Regions from separate parts of the Bombyx mori genome. Here region 2 is linked to region 1. Evidence: chromatin contacts called from public Hi-C data. All regions are on one chromosome and are shown on one strand. Each heading gives the region's core, a stretch centred on a gene start, on an enhancer-like site or on the middle of the called end of the contact. The rest is flanking DNA. Distances are from core to core; before and after follow the strand shown. Region 1 overlaps LOC101736853 (zinc finger protein ush). Region 2 overlaps LOC101736853 (zinc finger protein ush).

Region 1 (7,471 bases), core at 2,805-5,304:
TCATTTTGCCACGCACCATTTGGATTTGAAATGAACTCAATTTCACGGTATATTCCCAACGCTAGGATATCATCGCTATTCTATAAGCTCAGTTTGAAAAGAAGCATTAGTTTGGGTTTTTTTTTTATAAACGACGGTAACCATTTGACCATCAGGTGGCTTCTTTGCTCTCATTAGGCAGTTAAGACGTTTCCTTTTTTTCGAACACGAAGTTTCCCTACCTATTCACTGGCAGCCAAAGAGACTATTCCAGTTTTGCGCGGACTGGTACGTGGGCTCACGGGCTCAACCTGAGAGAATCTGCTAACACTAGTCCTAGCAAGAGCAGTGCTTGGCAGAATCTACCACCGAATCGGAAATGCGACCTGCTGAGGAATCAGAGGTAAGTAGCATGTAGACGTATTCTGCGCAATCTAATTGTTTACTTTTAAAAACATAACAATCCAGCTTTGAAGTAGACAACGTCATTGTAAACATGCTAAATTCGTTTGAATGCATCTACAGATGGATACAGTAAATTGTGAAAAAATATTTATATATATACATATTTTTGATGATGTTCAATTTATTCACCAAAGTATTGTATTATCGATGTCCATCAATGCCTTAATGATGTCCAATTCAATAAAAAAACTCTCTGCTGAACCTATTTGCTTTCACTAAAAGAAACTAGCTCCCATATTTCAATTATATTATTACTAAATAATCTGCTGTATGAAGACAAGTTAGCTGCAAACTTCGAAAACTCGAGCCTTAACAAAAAAGAGGACGAGTCCTCTAAGCCTTGGACCAAGCGTCGCAAGCCCATATTTTTAGTTTTCAACGGTGGCAAATTACACACAGAAGAAATGTGCAGTAGCATTACAGTATTAACATATTTATTGCCGATATATTTTGTTTTAACGTTTGCCCCGGACAATTGATGGCCGTAAACTGGCATTTAAGTTGTCTAGGTTTTATTTTTTGGAATAGCTACAAATGGCAATTAGCGTAACGTTTCCGAATTTCGGCCAGTATACATGTTGGCGTGTTGTTTCTGGGATTAAATAGGCAGGCGTAAACTCAATAGTCATTCAATAGGCAGCCTATTGGCCGTGCTCCAGGCAATGTTGATTTCCATGAGCAACTTTGAATACATACTATCAGATGGATGATATGCTCTTTTATTTACAGAGGTTATAGCGTAAACCAAAAAATGGCGCTAAAAACAAGCATGTGCTGCGTATTTCTGCACTAAACCAATCCATAATAATTGTTGAATGTTTGAAGCATACGCGTTTTGAAACGTTTGAAACTCACATGTCTCGGGTCAAGCTGAGCGACGGTGTCCACATTTTAAATAAGCCATACCTAGACTGTTGCGTATCCACTAAATAAACAAAATAAATTAGAATAAAATTTTGAAAATAAAGGCGTAAGGCCTTTTTCATTGCAGTTCCGTAGAACTTTTCAATATATATAAGAAAAAATTTCAAAGTATTATTCGAAATTGTGCTTGGTTTTCTTATTGAACATCAATAACATGTAATCTGTTATAATCCGATATGCATTTTGACGTATTACGTAATTAAGGTACTTGGTAGCATCAACTCGTGGACGAATCCCCATGCGTTGGACTGATCAGGTGAAAGACCTTACTGAAACCCCACTTAACGAGTGTGTGCGCCGGGCCTCGGTTCGCAAACTGTGAAAAACATCTGTTAAGGCTTTAATGAGCAAGAATGCCACATGACCACGATTGCTCTGCCAAGAGCAACCGATTATGATGATGATGATGGTAGCATCAAGCCAAATTGGGACAAAGACAACCGATTTATCTGTTGTTAACCTTTCCGCAGAATTAAATTTAAATATTTTTTAAATCTAATATATATATAAATTTCTGAACGTATGTCAAAGAATTCATTCGAACAAGGAAAAAACAAGGTTTTCCTAACAATCGTTAAGTGCATACGATGTTAAGTTTTCCTGAACTGTGTGACACACGGTAGCACCGGCCGTCCGACATCGCGTGCACTAAATTCAAACATGAAAACTGGAATAAAACTTAGGCCTTCACTTGCGACACTAATTACTGCAGTAGACGCGATGCTTAGATTAATATTGCAACAATTAATGTATAAGTTTTCGTGAAATCGCTGCGATGTTTTCGCGAAATGAAAACGTTTCATTGCGTTTCGATTTGTATGTAAATTATTTTAGACTAGCTGACCCGGCAGACTTCGTAGTGCCTCAATCGATAAATAAAATACCTAAACTTTTGTATAAAATAAACTTAAAACAAACAAAAGGAATCCGTCCGACGGGGGACACATCAAAGGTAAAGCAAAATTATTATTTTTATTTAATTCCGCACGTTTTCATATTTATCCTAACCTTTTAAACCTTCTCTGGACCTCCACAAATAATTCAAGACCAAAATTAGCCAAATCGGTCCAGCCGTTCTCGAGTTTTAGCGAGACTAACGAACAACAATTCATTTTTATATATATAGATAGATAGATAGAATAGATTTATGGATTGCTGTGGTTTAGTCGATCTTAAAAATACGTGGAGCGATCTCAAACTTTAAGTCAGTCTGCAATTACTAACTAATATACGTCTACTAACAGTACTAACTTACTACCAGTATTGTTGGTATTTCAAATTTTGGAAATATATTCGACTGACATGCAAACACTTTACTGGTGGTCGGACGTCTTGTGAGTTCGCACGGGTACCAGATACCACCGCCCTGTCTGTTTCTGTCTTAAAGCAGTAATGCGTTTCGGTTTGAATGGTGAGGCAGCCGTTATGCTGTAAAACTGTGTACATTCTAGATGTCTATGGGCTCCGGTAACCACTTAACACCAGGTGGGCAGTGAGTTCACCCACCCATCTAAGCAATTTAAAAAAATAAAAAAAAACACTTAAGGGTATTTCGAGTCTCGTTTTGTCTTAATAGTACTTATAGTAGGGGTTATCTTTATGTGTTCAGTTCTGGTAGTAATACTACTACCACTTACTAACAAATATAATAACTTTGTTGTGATACGGCTGAACTGTAGGTGGTCGCGGGAAAGAAAATTGCGATACCTCAAACTTTCTTTAGTTTCAGGTACTAATAATGGAAGTATGCAGAAGTTAGTAGCACTGGTAGTTATTAGAGCCTACAGACGTCACTACGTAAATGATATATGACATATTTTGACACACATGTTCCGGCTTTTTTTTTCCTACCTAAGCTGGTAGCCTTGAGAGGCTATGCCAGCGTAACCGAGCAAGTGTATCGGGTGCAGACTGTATTTTGTGCTAGCTTCAATATAACTTGATTTAGAAAGTAAGATTTTTAATTCTCTCTTATACAAAATACAGCACACATGCTAAGTACGACCAGAAAATTTTGTACAACTGCAACAATGAATGTTGCCACACTAGAAGTAATTATATATAAAGTGTCATATTTATGATTGAGTGTCTATCCGTGCATACGTCCTCTCATGAGTAAATATACCAGTTACGAAGTTCTTCTCCATCTCTATTTCTTCTACTACTAATATAAATATTTTTAGTTAATACTTACTGTAATATTTTTCAGTTTTACTGGTGGTGGGACCACTTGTGAGTCCGTGCGGGTAGGTACCACCACCCTGCTTATTTCTGCCGTGAAGCAGTAATGAGTTTCTGTTTTAAGGCTGGGGCAGCCGTTGTAACTATACTGAGATCTTAGAACTTATATCTAGAGGTGGGTGGCGCATTTACGTTGTAGATGTCTATGGGCTCCAGTAACCACTTAACACCAGGTGCGATGTGAGCTCGTCCACCCATCTAAGCAATAAAAATAAATAATAATAACTTTAAACAAACAACAAATAATACCACATATTATTTTCAGACACGACATCAATCATGTTATTATAACTTAACAAACGAATAGACAATGTGTCGCGGCCACAAACCTAAAACAATGGCGGACCAGATAAGCGCAGCTAATAAATAATTGGTGTACGATAAGCCTAATTAGCCGTGCTCGATGCAATCGACCGCTCTATCTAGACGTAGAAAACAGGAAACGACATTGATAATGCTAAGCGAATAATTATTTTTATACGACGCCAGTTGACCTAATATAGTCTCGATCACTGATCGCACGACTCAAAAGACGAGGACCCAGTGGTATATGAACAAATAAGTGAGTCGCTTGCTTTCTATTTCACTTGTAATTAATATTTCACTTGTAATTAATAGTTTACTTGTAATTAAAAGTTCACTTTCTTTTTTATTGCCTTTGTATGCAGACGAACATACGGCCCACCTGATGGTAAGTGGTCACTGTCGCTCATAGACGTCAGCAGTGCCAGGGACAGAGCCAAGCCGCTGCCTACCATAAAGTACGCTCCGCAAGCCTCGTTTGAAGAAGGACATGTTATAGCGCTCCGAAAACACCGTGGAGGGGAGTTCATTCCAAAGCCGGATGGGCGTGGCAAAAAAGATCTTTGGAAACGCACTGTCGATGAACAGTTCTAGATAATATGGATGAACTCTGCTCCGATGGCGAGAGGTACGATGATAAAAAGGAGATGAGGGGATCATCTCGAATAATTCCTCAGAGCATTCCCCATGGACCATACGGTATAAAACACAGAGAGAACCGAAGTCCCTCCGTAGACCCAGAGGTTCCAAGCGATCCGCCAGAGCAGGACTATCGACCATCCGAACAGCTCGTTTCTGTATGGATTATTCTGTATATTTCACTTGTAATTGATATTTCACTTATAATTATTATTTCACTTGTAATTAATATTTCACTTGTAATTAATATTTCAATGTAGCAATGACAATAAAGAAAAATCATTTTCGTTCGTAGCTGTACGAGTATGTGTGTCAGTTAAATAAATTAATGCCGGTCAATATACTCAAGTCGTAAACATGTTATACATTTTGTGTTATGTCTAGTATACGGTCAATTGTTCAACGGCTATCGACGGCATTGGATGTCAAAACGTGAATATCACCGATACTTTGAATTAAGCCGAAGTCTGAGTTGTCAGTCAATTGTCAGGCTCTCCTTGTTCTTCTTCTTGCTTCGGTTTCCTCAATACTGAGGGTCGTGACCACCTCCTCGCAACAAGAACTTATTACGGACCATTCCACGCCATTTGCCTCTATCTGCCGCCGAGTGTAGAGCATCGTAAGCTGTGGTGTCGAGGGTAGTGCGGATCTGGTCAGTCCAACGTGTCGGAACTCTACCTCGTGGTCTTCTTCCGTTCACCTTACCTATCACCATTAGCTTCTCGAATTCAAGCTCTCCTTGTAAAGTTGCAAAAATGTCGCTTAAACCAAAATAGTATTTCACCCGTCATCGATATATGCATTAGGATTCTGTATTTTGTAATACCACGACTGAAATGCTATGCTCATATGAAAAAGAAGAATCATAAAAACAAATCCTTAGAAGTTTCCTAAGAAATACTGTAATTCGACGAACTGTTACCACGTATGTATGTCGCTGTTTGAGAATACGAATTGTTATGAACACCTGCTTGTGTTGCAAGGAATTTCTGGGTTGAGTTACGTAGACATAACATGTCTTGGAGTGGGATCTTTTGCGTTTTCGAGAATCTTAGTAAGCCTTTGCTTACTTTAACAAAACTTAAAAATACCGGCGTAATTCAAGCTACAATCATTCCGATAGAGGCACCCGTCACGCGCGGACGTGCTCATCGACCACTCGATCGCCCGGCCTTTGTTCGCCCGGCTTTTGTTAGCCCGGCCATTGTTCGCGCGGCCTGTGTTCGTGGTACATCTGCCGACCAAGTGTTTTTCCTGGAAGTTTTTATTTGTTTGGTTTCCTTTTGTTATTTCTGTGTTCGTGGTACATCTGCCGACAAACTGTCTTCCTGGAAGTGTTTAATTGTTTTGTTTCTTTTTGTTATTTCCGTTTTGTTGTGATTTTTCTTTGTCCTGCAGTAATCGTGCCGCATCGCCACCTGTGTTCAATAGAACCGCTCAGGTCCGAGAAGTTGGGGCCTCGCCGCAAGGCGAGTGTTTTCTAAGACCCAGGGTAGCCCCACCTGGGCACGTAGACATCATGGACGCTGTATTTGCGGAATTTCTCCGGCTTCGCTACCCAAAGCTCACTTCCGAGTTTCAGGCCTTCAAGGCCGATCACACTGCGAGCCCTCTCGTGGACTCCACCGAGCTCGCTGCTCCTGCGTCGCCTGTACCTGCGTGCAAAGCTTCTGCATCGAGCACCGCAGCCTCCGTCGTGCCTGCCGTTCCCGCGTCGCCTATACTGGCGAGTAAAACTGCTGCGTCGTCCGCCGTGGTCACCGTTCCAGCAGCGCGATCATCCGCGGCCTCCGTCGCGCCGTCCAAAACACCTACTCGTAGGTCACCTGCGCCCGCCTCCTCGTCCTCCGACTCTGACTCGGAGATGGAGGTCGACCTCGCTCCCGCCTCATCGACGGATGGATTCACCCTAGTGCAAAAGGGTAAGAAGCGTGCCGCGGAGTCTCGAGCTCCCGCGGCCGCTAAAATTAGCAAAGCCGCGAACGCGTCGCGCCCCCGCCCTCAGACTCCCGTTGCGCCTCCAGCCCGTGCCACTCCGTCGCCGCGTCCGGTGGCACAAAATAAAGCCCAGACCCCTCCCCCGGTAATCCTTCAAGAGAAGGCAGCTTGGGAACGAGTTTCCCTGGCCCTTAAGGCCAAAAATATCAATTTTACGAATGCCCGTAACCTCGCGAACGGCATTCAAATTAAGGTTCGAACATCCGACGACCATAGGGCCCTCTCTTCTTACCTCCGTAAGGAGCGTATAAGTTTCCACACATATACGCTCCAGGAGGAGCGCGAACTCCGTGCCGTTATACGTGGCATCCCTAAAGAGTTGGATGCCGAGCTCGTCAAGGCCGACCTTCTCGAACAAGGCCTACCGGTTAACTCCGTACACCGCATGCACACAGGCCGCGGAAGGGAGCCATATAATATGGTTCTCGTCGCCCTCCAGCCTACCCCCGAGGGTAAGCAAATATTCAACATCCGAACGGTCTGTAGCCTTTCCGGAATCGCAGTCGAAACCCCACACAAGAAAGGCACACCTAGCCAGTGCCATAACTGCCAATTATACGGGCATTCTTCCCGTAACTGTCACGCGCGCTCCCGATGCGTCAAGTGCTTAGGCGATCACGCCACGGCCCTATGCACTCGCGATCAAAAAACCGCGACAGAACCGCCTAGCTGCGTCCTGTGTCGAACACAGGGTCACCCCGCAAATTACCGCGGATGCCCCCGAGCCCCGAAAATAAATCGCCGCGTCGCCCGCCAAAACCGCCTCCGAGCTTCCGGCCCAGACATCAAAGCCTCGGCACCCTCTGTGTCGCAGGCTAAGCCAGCGTTCGTTCCGGCACCGGTGCCCAGTGTCTCGGCCTGGGCGAAACCGCTGCCGTACATGAACACGGCTACAACTCCCTCCTCCGCGATTCGTCCCGCC
Region 2 (7,471 bases), core at 2,447-4,946, 57 kb after region 1:
CTACGCTAAATGGCCACATATGTATGGCCACATAGTTTTTTAATGAATATTAACTATGTTTTTTGTACACATTTAATTGTTACTTATTGAATTGAAATGATAAACTAAATTCATGTTAACGTAACTAAGCATTTGAATAGAGTAGGGGTTGTGACATTTTTCCAGTAGATGGCGCTTCTTAACTAACCTAAACAACTTTACAATAATTCCAAGCTAATTAATTCTTCGGTAGTTTATTCGTATTTCGAAATATAGTAATTATTATTTTTATCGAAATACAAATCATATAAACCTTGGTGGAGCCTTTAATTTAGAAAGTAATTGTCAAATAAATTTGTTGACACGTTTATGAAAAGAGCCATTTGACATAATAATAACTAACAAAAAACTGAAATACGAACACAAAGACACGACAGGAAAGTAAATTAGTAAATGAAAACAGACACAAGACACAAATTCCCAAAAAAAACAATCCTTCTGTTCCCGTAAACATTGAAATAATTCAGTAAATCAGCGGGAATTTAAGAAATACGCGCCATAAACTATTTAAAGTGGCCATCCGAAGAGCAGCCCTGAAGCACCCCGGCGAGACAATTATCACGCCAAAGGAAATCTTATGTGCATTAAACACGCGAGGGAATACAAAAAAGCAAATAAACATCTCTACTGGAGATGCATGTTGAATTAAAGAAATCGGAAGCTTGGGGAACGAAATATTTTAATGGCTTAATTGTTAGATCTGTTTGATCGTTAAAAGACATAAGTAGCTGACTCCGATCACCTTATGCTCGGATAAGTACTAATGTTTTCACTATTTTATTTACAAACTTATCCCTATTGATTTCGTTTGTGAAAATTCAGTTTTATTACCAGGACCCGGTAGAACGGTCAGACGTAACTAATGAGATCTGAACATAGCATATGCATATTATGTTATGCTTAATAAATGTATTAAGTGGTACCCTGGTAGTCGAAATTCAACTATAATTAATGAAATTATAGGTTTGTACACTATTTCAATGTCAAATGTCTATGTCAAAGACTATTATACTTCTATAATCGCAGATTTCGCCGAGACTACACTTTAGACAAATATTAGTAGAGACAAACAATATTTAATCTATTCTCAATTTGAGCAGAAACTATTAGCAATAAAAAAGGTTTGACAATAAACAAATAGTATGCCTGCGTGTGTGTGTCAAATACATGATAGTGTGTGTAATGATTTTTTTAATCTATCTATACTATACTATCTACTACTAATCTAATCTATATTAATATATAAATCTACAGTGGTTTTTACGGATGTTCCGTTATAACTACTGAACCGTGCATCCGATTGACTTGAAACTTGGTATCCGTGTAGAAAATACATGTACTTAATGGATAGGCTGATATTTATATGAGTGTTGGACTTCCTACACCAGTTGCGGGGGCGTTAATGATGAGAATCTTTGTGAGGGTGAGAAATAATAATGTTAATTTTAAATGCCCAGCGAAGCGGACGGGTACAGCTAGTATATAGATATATTTGGAATTAAGTATACCTATGCTCTAAATGAATTAAATAAATCGAAACGAATGAATCACAAGCGTACAGAATTCAGTGGTACCTCTAAGAACGGTTTCAGCGATAAATAGAGGAAAACGCGCAGACTGTTTATTTGTTATAAACTAACAATTAACGAGCGATAATGTTAAATAACGCGTGCATCAGTTAAGTGTAACGCTAAATTTAAATTTGTGTTTTCCTTGTTTACCGCTTTATGCGACTGGAACGCTATTGTAGCGATAAATAGGTTTTGAAGTGGACGCGTTAGTAATTTGTGAAGCTTGAGCTAGTTACTAGCCCATAGACACAAAGCACATAGTTTCTCGCTGGATTTTCTTGGTGGTTCGCGATTCCGATCCGGTGGTAGATTCTGCGAGGCAGTGTTACAAATTCTCTGATGCTGATCCCGTAGACCCACCTATCAGCCCGAGCGTAGCTGGAATAGTCCCTCAGGCTACCACCGATCAGGTAAGGGAAAAAGAAAACTTAAACATTATTTGCTCTGCTAAATATATCTAATATATTTAGCAACGGCCGTCTGGTGTAGTGGTAAGTGACATGGTCACTACACAAGGGGGTCGCGGGTTCGAATCCCGCTAAGGGAAGATATTTGTATGATAAATATAAATGTCTTTTCCAGGGTTATGGATGTATATTAAAAATATATGTATGTGTATAATAAAAATCTTACATTTATATCCGTTATCTGGTACCTGTAACACAAGTTCTTTACGAACTTATCACGGGACCAGTTAACGAGGCGTGATTGTTAAGTAAAAAAAAAAAAAAAGACTGCGTAGACCGAGCTTTATGACCTGGCGCCGAGTCTTGATGAAAGGACCATTCTTGATTATTGAACATGGTGTTGTTAAGGGGCTTCACTACTTTCTCAAGAATGGTATCTTGATACACTTGTGCCGATGTTTTGATACCTTTTTCACAAAAGTATGGCCCAGTCGCTCTTTCGTAGCTAATACCCCACCAAACCATCACTGAAGTCGGATAGTGCCCACGTTGCACTCTGTCGACTAATTGGGAAGCTTCCTTAGACCTTTGAGCATAAATACGGTCATTTTGTTTGTTAAAAGGTTGCTCAATTGTAAAAAAATTCTCATTCCTAATCAAAATTTTTCTATGACATCCCTTTGCGTACCGCTTCAGTAGTTGTTTCGATTTTACCACCCTATTCTCTTTTAAATTATCAGTTAAGAAATGACCAGTACGTCTCTTATAGGCTGCAAGTCCTAAGTCATCTTTTAAAATACGCGACATGGTTCTAGGTGCTATCTTCATCTTCCGAGATAAAATCTTTTGCTTTCGGACAGGATTTCTTTGAATTCTTTCCCTTACTACTTTGACCACCTTTTTCGTACGAACACTACGTGGACGGCCAGATCTTTTTCTGTCACAAACAGAGGAGGTCTCATTGCACCTAATAATAGCTCGGTACACAAACATTTTACTAATACCAAGCGTATGGAGAGTTTTAAAAATTGCTATTGTTCTAAAAATTTGGCTCCATGCCTACTTTGTGTAATGCAATCACAGCGATTCGGTTCTCTTCATCACCCCACTCCATTTTAATATCGCAAAATATTGTACAATGTATTGGCGCCAAAATGAGAAAACTCAATGAGCAATCATATAAAAATGACAGATTCCAAATTCAAATGTAATATTTTGTTTATTTTTAATTGTAACAGTATTTATGGCCAGACTAAGTATAGTTGAAATTACAATGACAAAAAACACAGGCGTTTAAATTCAATTAAAAAAGACAATATCCAATTCGAAAAGAAATTGTTTTTAAACTTTCACGGCTATAAATTACACCTATTACTTAAAGAATATAGTCGAATACATATTATGAAAACCTTTCAAAACCACAATATCCAATCCAGTACTCCGATATCAATGTAAGTTCTTAAAGCAATATTCCCCTTGCTTACTTTAGAACGTATTGAGCTCGTCGATCAAAATAAAAACACATTGTTCTCACATCGTCTGATGGATCTCTCGTTATTTAGTTATCGAGCCATTGTTACTTAGCAGAAACCACGAAAAAACTCGTAGGGGCGGGGCGCGTATCGTAAAACGCATCGCGAACGATGCATCCATGGCGATACAACACTCAATTCTCAAACTAAATACAATCTCACCACGAACAAATAAAGCGCATTTTACAACGTAACAACCGAGAGAAGCTTATTAAACAAAATTAAATTTGCAGCCATGCGAACTTTTAAAGTGCCGCGAAAACTACGTAACTTTGCTGATGCTTCAAAGGAAATCGAACCTTACTGCCTAAGGCTGCACTCAGTTCAATGTTCACGATTCGCAATGTAACTAGCAGTACAGTGTCAGGTCTATATGGATGATTTCTGCTAGCACATGTCACGTGGTTATAACCTTAAAAGATTTATTACAATGTTTATATAGCGAAAGATGTTATATAGAGCGGATTTTAGATAAGGTAAGAAACGTATTTTCATTTTATTACCAAATTACCGATGCCGAGATTGCGGGGTCCGGCATAGCGATCGTGAGCGTTTGCCAACAGGTAGGTACTCAATCGGTTTTTTTTTGTACGTACATATTTTTGTATTGCATTGTGAGATTCAGTTTGGCAAAGAAATTAAATAATGAAGTGCCCTGCTTTGATAAAAACGATCTTCAGTCAAGTTCAATTTGTCATTTATATTTTTTTTTTAAAAGATGACACTCGTATCTGTTTTTTTGTTTGCAACAAAAAATAATTACCACAGAATATATATTAATAATTTGGTTTATAATTGTTTTTCTGATTTTTACAAAAATGGCGTACTTGATAGAATTTATTCTGCAATATTGACATTAACGACAATATCAATATATAGTTTTCATTTTATTCGAAAATAGTTTCTCAACATCACTTCCAACAGCCTCAATTTTAATTGATTATACTGATTTCATCTAGTACTGATCAGCAGCCTTTATTCACCATTGTAAGTACAGTCAAAATCTGTTATAACGACATCGAAGGGACTGCTCATATTCAGTCGTAAAAACCGATAGTCGTAACAACCGGTGATGTTTAATGTGTATCGTGCAAGTACAAACAAATCGATAGGGAATTATTGGAAAAATATATTTACATAATACGCGATTTTTCTTCAATATTAATTTGTTTTCTTTTTCTTTGCGACATTTTGAAAGTTTCACGAATAACTCCACAAAGTTTTGGTGCGTCTTGTGTATATAGATAAGTAACAAACTAACTGAAGAGTTAAGAAGAAGCGGGCTTGGCTACCGCATGCACGTGTTTTGTTTCTAAGAATTAGAAAAGACCCTACACTAAACTAAATCCTATTGTTTTCTTTCCTGATTTTAATAGCCATTGAAGACAAATGTGGATACCTATTCAAATTGTTTACAATACAGCTTAGCCGGTCGTTCTAACAGATCTAATTTTCCGAAATATTAGTTAAATGTGGTCGTTTTATGAGGTATGTCGTTATTACCAATGTCGTAGAAAGCAATATTTTTAATAAGGCGGTCATATGGCATTCAGTCGGGACCTTTGTTCTTGGTTATTATAACCGGTATGTTGTATTAAACGATGTCGCAGTAAACGGTTTTGACTGTATTTACATATCTCTACACTTTATATTATTTTATCTGGAGATGTGGTGCTGGAGAAGAATGCTTGGTATTTCATGGACCGAACTTCGCACCAATATCTCCATTCTTCGGGAACTCGGCATTAAGCAACGTCTTTCGGCGCTCGTGCATGGACGCATGTCGCATACCACCAGTCGGCACCAGACCGCGTGGAAGGGTGCCCATGCGATGGAACGACCAGATCAAGTCGGCAGTTGGTGGCTGTTTGCATGAGTGTACCAGGCTCGCCACAAACCGGGAGGAGTAGCGATTGGTAGTGAGGCGCATAAAATCTGCCCACAACAATGATGCTGGATGACGACCACGACCGCTCTGACAAGAGTGATACGACATACGAGATACTTTATATTAATTATCTTGATAGTAATATCTGCATATTTCCCTTCTTCAATGTCACAATATCTTGCCCATATAAGGCCAATTACTAAGAGAACTTCTCGAAATAAAAATATCAAAAACATAATAACCAAATATAGATCTATTGTACTTATCGTTAAGGCTTAACGAATAACGGACCTTGCAGCTTTGATTACCAGATGTAGTAAACAAGCTTGGTACAAATAGATTGAACATTATCACGATACAAACTAAAATCGATTAATCACGAGATAGTCACGATCGTTACAAAATCGATAAATTATACGAAATCAAACATCGATCCGAGCTACAAATAAACTTGAGTTGAGGTCTGGCGTTTAAATAAACACAATACAGTTTTGTTAAATTGGTTCAGAAGGCTCAAAATTTGTTTACGATCTTTTATTAGATTACTGAATAACAAATTTAATATATACGAAGGCTTCCGATTACTTAACTAGTAACATAATGTAACGGGAGGAGTATCTTGGTAATAGATATTTGCATAAATATTCTTCACCTACATATTAATCAAAAATCATTTGAAAAATGATATGAAGGGAAATTAAATGAAATTACTTTATTACAATCTCAAATAATTATATAAAAATGATTATAATCAATTAGTATGAATTGAAATAAAACAAGGTGAAATAGTATAAAATAAAGTCAAATGTAAAAAGTTAAATGATGGTTATATTTTTTTTACGTACCATCCAGATTTCCCGAGCGCTATGACATGTCCTTTTTCAAACAAGGCTTAAACGAGTACTCAATGATAGACAGCCGCTTAGCTCTGTTGACGTCCATGGGCGACGATAACCAATTACCATCAGGTGGGTCGTATATTTATATGCCTAGGAAGGCAATAAAAAACAATACTGAGACTTTTTCAGTTAACTTTTTGGAAGAACCCGAGTAGCTTCGTCCAGCAGCTTTGGTTCATTTTCCCACGTTTGTGTATTTTCGCAGATATTAAACAGTTCATAAACCACCGTTATTACATGGTTAAACCTAAAGAAACACTAAATTGACACAATAAAACAATTCCAAAAACCACATTACACATCGCGTTTCCTACAAAAATTGCCCATACTCATACTCACTCCGACGAGAAATTAGCCCCGGACTCTCATAACAAAACTCACACTTGTTTTCTCGATAATAGACAAAAGGCATACATTCCAAACAGCCTTGTTTTTCCAACACTTGACCACAGATTTATTGACAGATAGTAAACCACAAAATAATATATTCCTCAACACTCAGGAACGCGATACGGAAGCAGCCATAGATGTAACGCTAAGATAAACCTATCAAACGATATTCTAACCGATCTAGTACCTTCAGGCTAAAAAAACATTCCACTATTGTATTCGAAAAAAAGGTTGCCTATTTAAATAAAACATCTCCTTATCAATCATTCGATCGGTCTGGTGTTTAATGGTCTGATACCAATCTTTATAAATGTCACACTATGACAGGTCACTGTTATTATGACAAACCTAGCAAACAAACAGATGTGCCTGTGACTGAGTAAATTAAACTCTATTTAAATCGAAATAGAATTCGGAATGGGAAAATAAATACATTGACAACAGCCACGTCAGAATAATGCTTTAGTTTGACATCCGGCGCGCGCGCAACCGTGGCGTCGATTATTTGATAATTTCGAGAGATTAAAATCGATTTTAGTTTTTGACAACGGCTACTCGTTTAGAAACGGCCGTTGGACATGCTATCGCGAAAGCCGGTTGATGTATAAATAATTTAACACGTAAATGTTTCTGTATTGTTACAGAACTCGTCACCGTTATTCATAAATAGGAAAATAAATAGGTTTAATGGATACGATTTTGACGGTGCTTAATTCGAATCGTTGTGTGTTGCAAGCAATAAAAA

Evidence for each region. Hi-C and Micro-C count contacts between places; a contact is called where the count stands out from the background.
Region 2: a Hi-C map of midgut shows a contact between it and region 1, with 1.5 times the contacts expected there. The contact joins two enhancer-like sites. A contact is called at or near these places in 2 of 7 Hi-C or Micro-C datasets (midgut and whole pupa).

What each region holds. Positions count from the first base shown.
Region 1 is chr4:2,142,152-2,149,622 of ASM3026992v2, forward strand. All of the region lies in intron 1 of LOC101736853 (zinc finger protein ush), which reads right to left. Among protein-coding and RNA genes, the nearest start is that of LOC134198730, 8.3 kb to the left of the region's middle. Within about 2 kb of position 4,055, at least 3 of the 8 cell types and tissues checked have open chromatin away from gene starts, as enhancers often do.
Region 2 is chr4:2,199,930-2,207,400 of ASM3026992v2, forward strand. The region is part of intron 1 of LOC101736853 (zinc finger protein ush); the gene reads right to left. Among protein-coding and RNA genes, the nearest start is that of LOC101736853, 50 kb to the right of the region's middle. Within about 2 kb of position 3,697, at least 7 of the 8 cell types and tissues checked have open chromatin away from gene starts, as enhancers often do.